Regions from separate parts of the Macaca mulatta genome. Here region 2 is linked to region 1. A link is a contact called in public Hi-C data. All regions are on one chromosome and are shown on one strand. Each heading gives the region's core, a stretch centred on a gene start, on an enhancer-like site or on the middle of the called end of the contact. The rest is flanking DNA. Distances are from core to core; before and after follow the strand shown. Region 1 overlaps LSP1 (lymphocyte specific protein 1). Region 2 holds the start of MRPL23 (mitochondrial ribosomal protein L23).

Evidence for each region. Hi-C and Micro-C count contacts between places; a contact is called where the count stands out from the background.
Region 2: a Hi-C map of CD4 T cells shows a contact between it and region 1, with 2.6 times the contacts expected there. The contact joins the promoter of MRPL23 here to the enhancer-like site in region 1. A contact is called at or near these places in 4 of 14 Hi-C or Micro-C datasets (CD4 T cells, cortical neurons, fetal cortex germinal zone and 1 more).

The regions. Positions count from the first base shown.
Region 1 is chr14:1,808,538-1,812,259 of T2T-MMU8v2.0, forward strand. The region is part of intron 10 of LSP1 (lymphocyte specific protein 1); the gene reads left to right. PRR33 (proline rich 33) reads right to left here. Exons shown (of 2, transcript XM_077961689.1): 2 at 336-2,811. The coding sequence starts at 2,802. The coding sequence ends at 1,387. Among named protein-coding and RNA genes, the nearest start is that of PRR33, 6.0 kb to the right of the region's middle. Within about 2 kb of position 1,589, at least 4 of the 40 cell types and tissues checked have an H3K27ac peak or open chromatin away from gene starts, as enhancers often do. A contact at or near this core is called in CD4 T cells, where this site is marked.
Region 2 is chr14:1,866,679-1,870,400 of T2T-MMU8v2.0, forward strand. MRPL23 (mitochondrial ribosomal protein L23) reads left to right here and starts at 1,575. Exons shown (of 5, transcript NM_001266484.1): 1 at 1,575-1,605. The coding sequence starts at 1,589.

The DNA of each region.
Region 1 (3,722 bases), core at 339-2,838:
TCCCTCATCTGACACCAGATTCAAACTCTCTGTTCACTTCACTGGAGACAGCCCAGCTCAGCCACTGCTCCACTAGGGAAGCTCAAGGCTCCCATCTGGGACTCCCCAAAAGCCCCAGCAGGGCTCATGAGGGAAGTGAGGGGCAGCCTGGCCACCACAGGGCTAGCATTGAAGAAAGCAGGTGGCATGGAGCCCAGGTTCCCTGACCATCTGTATGCTGGTGGTCCATAGAGGGGCAGGAACTTAGGTCCTACTCCCTGTCCCAGCCGAGAGTCATTCAGAGGTCCTGATGCCCTCCCCATCCCATGCTGCAGACAGAGCAGTGCCACTCCTGCCATGGTTAGACACACATTTATTAGTGACCTGGACCCCAGGCTCCATTTCCAGCACCCATCACACCCCAGGGTGGGGCAACTGTCCTCCTACCATCTTCCCTGCCAAACCCTGACTCTCAAGCAGCTGTGGCAGAGGCTTTTTCTGGCACCTCTGTGTCCCTCTCCTGTGGTTGGTGACCCCTGCCAGAGCCTGGCTGACTGCCAACTGGGCGCCTTCACTCTCCCTGCCGGGGTCACAGCCCCTTCTCGGTCCCACTTGGCCAGGCTGTTCCCACAGGGTTGGGACTGAGGGCTCCCTCCTCATCCAGCGGTCAGAGCCTGGGCGTGGCCAATGCTGAGACCCTCGCTGTCCCACCAGTGAACCCCTCGAGTTCTGCCCCCTCAGGCTGTCAGCCCCGGTAGGGGACGCAGAGGGGGGCAGTGAGAGGGGTCACGCTGGGCCCTCCTCTACCCCCTGATAAGCCCCTCCCTGCCTGCCCCTGAGCACTTGTATTGGTGCCAAGTCTCACGCTGGCTGAGGCTCCCCCTGCACCCTAGTCCCAGGGTCTGGCTCTGCCATCAGGAAGAGCACGCAGCAAAACTGCTGACTGCTCCTGAGGCCGATGGCCAAGCCAGCCTGACTGCACCCATGCCTCAGCAAGCAGAGATCTGCCCCCAAACCTTTGACAGCAAAAGGGAGGAACAACGCGAGGCCCAGGCCCCTGAGCAGCCTGGCCTAGGTCAATAGGTGCGGTCCTCCGCCATTTTCCCTAAAGTTTTCATCCCAAGGCCCCCATCCCACATCCCAACGCAGACCCCTTCTCTGTTCCCCTCACACCACTGCAGCCCGGGGGCTCCAGCTCGTCCTCTCTGCCCTTTCCACCTGATCACCTTCCTGACACCCAGACTTCCCTCAGCACCCCGTGTGCCCTTCCCAGGCTGCCCTGCACCCCATGCCCCTTGGGCCCTGGTGCATCTTCATGCAGTAACTATGGGCCCCCAGCTAGAACCTCAGCCCCCTCTTCTGTCCACCTCATGGTTCTGGGCCCTGGGGGCCGTTCCGGCCACTTCACTAGAGCCTCCAGCCAGTCGCTGTGCGGTTGAAGTTCTTGGGCTGAGGGTTCAGCTCCAGGATGGAGCAGACTGTGGGAGGGGGCCGGGTGGCCTCCTGCAGCTTCCGGGCGTTGAAACGAGGCCGGTACAGGAAGGGCAGGCGGGTGAGGCCAGCTGGGGTGCGCTCCCCACCGCTGGGCCCCGTCAGGCGCCCTCGGGCCTCCACCACCGACATGCGGTACAGCACAGCATCCCACATCCTGGAGGCCCGGGAGGCGGGGACCCGGGGCACGGCAGGGGTGGGCGCCTCCTGCTCTGTGGGGGCGGGCATCTCCGGCTCCAGGCTCTGCCGCGGCCCTGGGCACGTAGGCTCCGGGGCCTCCTCCAGCAGCTGCTTCTTGAGCCGCGTCCAGCCACTGAGCCGGGGCTTGGGTGCAACTTTGGGGACAGGGCATGGGTGAGGGCCTGATGGTGGGGTAGGGGATGAGGCCCAGGCGGGGCTGGACACTCGCTCGGCCTCAGCGGCAGGGCCAGCCATGGGGGGCTCCTCCAGTTGCTCTCTGCCAGGGCCCACGGGGGTCAGGTTGTGCGGTGAGGACTCCAGCGAGTGGCAGGTCGGGGCTATGGGCACCACGACCCTGGCACTAGCCTCTCTGGGCACCGAGGCATGGAAGCTGGGTGGCGGCCGTGGTACAGGGGGCTCCTCAGGCCGGGGACTGGCAGCCTGGGCTGTGGTGGGCAGTGGGCGGATGTGAGCCACTGGGACCAGGGGCTGGGCCCTGGGGAGACGTGGGGTGGCATCTCCGTCCTGGCTGTTGGATCCCCCTTCTGGGGCTGTCCTGGGGGGCTCAGGGGTCCCGTCGTGTGGGGATGGTGCCAGCTGGATGTGCACCTGGGTGATGTGGGTGCCCCCAGCCACAGGGGCTGAGACAGGGACGAAGCCACTGGGGGGCCGGGCAGGTTCTGGGGCCGGGGCTACAACCTGGGGCCCCGTGGCCTTGTGGGCAGCTAGAATCCTGCGCTGGGTGAGGCCGACAGACAACGTGAACTTCTGCAGGGGTGACGCCATGTGGTAGATGACGGGGGTGTGCGGGGAGCGGGGTAGGGCAGCCACTGTGCGGGGAGCCTCAGTGGGGCGTGGGGCTTCAGGAAGGCGTGGGGCTTCGGCGGGGTGCGGGCCCTCAGCAGCGTGCGGGGCTGTGACCTCCTGGTCGTGGCTGGCCTCACTCACGGGGGACAGGGAGGTGCGGAAGGCCCCGGGTGGGGCGAGGTGCGCGCCCCCCATCATCTTCTTCCGGGCTGCCTTCCTCAGGAGCTTCTGCAGACGCAGGTTGTCCTTTCCTGGCTTGGGCAGCACGGGCGGTGGGGGTCCAGGGGCTCCCTGGAGGCTCGGACCACTCACCTCGGGTGCCATCGACGCGGCTGAGATGAGCATGGCTGTGTCCTAGGGTGGGAGGGACAGTAGTCAGGCCAGCCCTCCTCCCCACCGAGGTGGGAGGCCTGTGCCTCCTGTGATCCAGGGAGGACCTGGGGCCAGGGCTGTGGGGGCCTGAGTATTCGGCTTCCTAAACACCCAGAACCTGCCGGGGCCGTCCTGAGCTCGACTGTGCCTTGGGGACTTTGGGGTGGCCCGACCATCACCCTTGTGTAGAAATGAGGCCACAGAGACCGAGTCCCTCCAGGGATGGGGCTAGAACCTGCCTCCAGGTCTCTGTCCTCCATGCCACCCCAGCACAAAGCAGGCCCCAAGTACACAGCCTGGGTCAGGCCACAGTGCCGTGTGGGCTGGGGTGGGAGACGTGGGTGAGCTCCAAGTGACAGGCATGCCCCTGGCCAGCTGCTGGCTGGGCCCACGGCTGGAAGAGCGGCTGCCCACAGACACGTGAGGGGCGCCCCGTTGTCGCCGGCCCGACCACAGGCGCGTCCGCTGCGAGCCAGCGGTGAGGGGTGGCGGCCAAGAGGCTCGGGAAAGCTGAGGCTGCATCATCAGAGGTAGATCGGCAGGAAGGTGGGAGCAGTTTTCGCTGAGCTATGCTAAATGGGATATTCCCGCAGACCTCCTGTCTGGGGTGGTCCGGCCAAGCCGCCCACCCTGGTTTCTGGGCACCACGTGTTTGCAAGGACATTGACAAATGGCATCTGGGCTGAGCCAGAGGCTGTCTGGTTTGGGGAAGGAGGAGTCCTGGGGGCTGCTACTGGTGGGGGCTGGCTCTGCCAAGGCAAGAACAGAGCTGCTGGAGGGGTGGGGGCGGAAGGAGCCTGCCCAGGACCTACTCTCAGCTGCCGGTCTCCTCTGGATGACAGGACGGCAGGAACCACGAGAACCCCGGTTCTAGCTCCCGGGGTGGGCAGGCT
Region 2 (3,722 bases), core at 325-2,824, 58 kb after region 1:
AAGGAAGCCTGAGGACCCCCGGCCCCAGGACCCCCCTTCTCCAGCTCCATTCCTGTCCCTTCTCCCCTGCGGTCTGCTCCTTGGGCCTGGCCAAGGGCACCTGCTGCTGTGCAAAGGCCTGTCTGGTCACCAGCCTCCTGGGACCCTACCACTGGCAGCCTGGAGCTTCTCCACCCCACGCAGGCCTGGACAACAGTGGGGACAGCTGCCACCACCTTCCCTGCCCACTCTGTCCCACTTCTCACTCCATCCTGCTTCAATGCCTTCATGCTAGATAGACCCCCTGGAGTCATTTCCACTCAAACCTACCCATCAGACCTACCCGGCTCAGGCCCTCAGAGGGGCACAGAGCCCTCTCCTCCTCCTGAATTTCCATCAACCCCAGTGCCCTCCCACAGCCCTGTCCTCACCTGCAGGCCTGGGCCCTCTGCCCCCAGCAGCAGCCAGGACCCATGGCCCCGCTTCTCGGGGTCCCCCGACACCCCTGCCTCTTGCACTTAGGGTGCTGTTGGGTGCGGGAATAAGCCAGGCCTGGGGGTGGGGGGACACAGGCAGCTAAACACATTGAGAAGTGGCCTGAGAAAGAGATCAAGTGGCCTGAATCCAGCCACCAGGCAGAGGAAACCACGGGAGGAGGGAGAGGCCTGGGGACAGGGGAGGGAGGCTGCCGCCCTACCCCGAAAGGTCCCAGCAGCCCTCCTGGCCAGCGCCACCCAAGGAGAGGAGTGAGGACTGGGCCCTGGACGGGGGTCCCTGTAGAGAGGGCCTTGCCAGAGGCTGGAGGGGGCTGGCCAGAAGGGTGGAGAGGGGGTGGGCAAATGGCAAGGCCTGGAGAGACCCGTGGCCCTCTTGGAGGAGGCGTGCTGGGAGCACCGGAGATGGAGAGTGTGGCCGGTGTGGGGGTTGCCAACCGGGCTCGCCAGAAGGGCGAGGGGAGGGGCCCTGGGGTTCCGGACGCGGGGGGCGGGAAACAGCCAGGAGAGAGGGGCTTCAGACCCCAGACCCGGGGACCCGCCCTCCCCGGCACTACAGCCCCAGGTCTCCACTTCCAGTCCCCCGCAGCTGCAAGGGCAGCGGTGCGGGCCAGGCTGTGGCCTGGAGCTGCCAAAGGGCAGGGGCACCGGTGTGGGGGGCGTGCAGGCCCGGGTTCTGGGAGGCAGGGCAGACAGGCCCGAAAGAGTGCGACGGCGGCGAGAGGCCTCTGGGGCTGGGGAGGGTGCGGGCGTGGGCGGGGCGCGAGCAGCAGGGGCTCGGGCCCCGGCTTCAGGCTGTGGGGGCGGAAATGCGGGGCGGGACTGCTGCGGTCCTGCGTCCTGTGGAGCCTGCGGCGCGGGGAGTGGGGGTCGGGCGGGGTGGAACGTGGGGTGCGGGACAGGCGGGGGGAGGAGAGGTGGAAGAAGCCGGCGCGCGGCGGGGCGGGGCGGGCGCGGGGCTGGGGACGGCGCGGACAGGCGGCGCGGGCGCGGGCGTGTGCGGGGCGGGCGGCGCGGCCTCCGGAAGCGAGGGGGCGCTGTGCCAGGCGGCGGCCCTGCGGGGTGGGCGTGTTGCTCCTTCCGCCTCGCGGGCCCCGGAAGCGTGTGCGGCCGCCATGGCGCGGAATGTGGTGTGAGTAGGGGTCGTCGCCCCCCCCCGCGGGGCGCCCCTTAGTGTCACAAGCAGACGGACCCCACAGGGCGCGCGGACTCCGGGGAGTGGGGTGGACGTCCCTGGGTCCCCTCCTGGCCCGGGAGAGGCGGGGTCCTCCGGGACCCCCATGGTGGCTTGGGGCACGTGAGGCGGGTGGCGGAAGTCGCCCCCCGCCAGGTTTAGGGCAACCCCGGGGGGCGGGTGTGGCTGGGGTGGCGACAGAGGGTACGAGCCAAACCCGCGGAGGCCACGGTGTCCCCGCGGGGGCACTGGGAGGGCGGCCCGGGGGTGGTCCCGCTGCCAGGGCCGAGGGCGTTGTCTGGAGACGTTTCTGGTCGTCACGGGACGGGCCACGGTGGCTGCTGGGTCCAGGCGGGGAGGCACGGGCGGCCCCCACCGCAGCTCGGGCGCGGCCTGAGGCAAAGGAGCTGGGAGTCCAGATTGGGTTTGAGTGGGAAAGGGCAGCTGACCACAGCCCTCGGCTTTGGGGCAGGCAGGGCCGGAGTCCCGGTTCTGCGCAGCCCAGACCCCCCACGCCCACTCTGCATCTTCTCTGGATTCCCAGGGGCCATCAGGGCGCTGTCCTGCCCCACTTCGCCTTCCCCAAATTGAAGCAGGAAACCCTGCATATTTCTTGGTGAACGAGTGACTCAGGCGTAATCAGTAGATGTGGGCTCCCGGGTGGGTTTTGGAGAACAGTAATCAGTATTTCTGGAGAGAGACCGTCAAGAGGCCAGGGCGTGGCTTTGGAGGCCCCTGCACATAGCTGGGGGGAGAGGGGAGGGTGGCAGGTGGGACCCTCAGTGGACGAGGCTTCCTTCAGCAGACATCTGGGACCGGTGCTGCACGTGACCCTGACCTTGGGGAGCACCCAGCACCAAGGAAGAAAGGGTCTTAGGCCTACACTGCCCTGAGCCTCACGTGAATTCCACGCTGGCCCTTCGCCTGTCCCTGGAGAATGAGGAGGAAGTGAGGGTCAGAGGACCCGGGTGGGGTGTTCCTGAAAGGCCAAGGGCGGTGGGCCCCTGGAAACATCAGGTGTGGCTGCCCTGGAGGCAGCGGGGCCCGCACGCCCAGCAGTGCACACACTTCTGTTGCTGGGGAGCCTTTGCAGGGAGTGCTGACTGGACTTGCTGTGGACTGGATGCAGCTGGGGAGGGGGTGCTGACAGGGTGGGATCCTGGGTGAGTCACTCGTGGGGCCGTGGGGAGGTAGGCTGGTGGCAGTGAGCCAGGTTTTTGTGTTTTGAGGAAGAAGTTAGGTCAGAGTTCTACTTGAGATAGGTTACGGTGGAGGTGCTTGTGAAATACCATGGGGAGTGCTTGGGGTGCTCCCTGGGGAGAGTGGGATTGAGGGAACTGAGGGCTGGTGGGCCCATAAGGGTTCGAGTCCTGCAGAGAGGCCTTAGAGCCCTGTCCTGCGGCCCTGGGTGTGGACAGTGCAGCTTGTTCCAGATCTGCGGGCTCCATGTGCAGACAGCCCGCGCTGCCTCCTGGAGAGGCTCTGCCTGTGAGAACAAGGACAGTGAATAGTCCTGGCCCAACCCCTGCCAGCCTCTCACCTCAAGCCCGCACATGGCCCTTCAGACCCTTAGCAAAGTATGCCCTTCAGGCCCCAAGCCTGGAGACTCGACAATTAATGGCCTGGGAGCTGTTGTACCCTCTTTTCTACTGTTTCCTGGGAGTCCCCAAACTTTGTCTCCCCTCCTGCAATCCCATAGCTGGTCACCAGAGGGAATGTGTGAACCCCTTGGGTAGCCATGGCTAGCCTGAACCTGTGGGTAAAACAAGTCAGGCCCCTCCACACCCAGAGCCCACCCTTCCTTCTCGGCCTCTTATTGGCGCCCACCCCTGAAGGCTGCACTCCGAGGCTTGGAAGGGCCAAGGCCATGCCCAAGAGGAGGCTCTGCTGGGGTTGGGGGAGTGAAGACTCAGCCCCACTGGCCCAGCCACTAGGCTGCCATGTGTCAGTGTGGTCATCAGGAGGCCTGGGGTGGACATTATTAGTGATTTGGCTTTGCTACAGGCGCCTTGCCTCTGAGAGCTCCCGGCAGCTCCTGGCCCCTGCCAGGCCCCCAGGCCCAGAGGCTCAGCCCT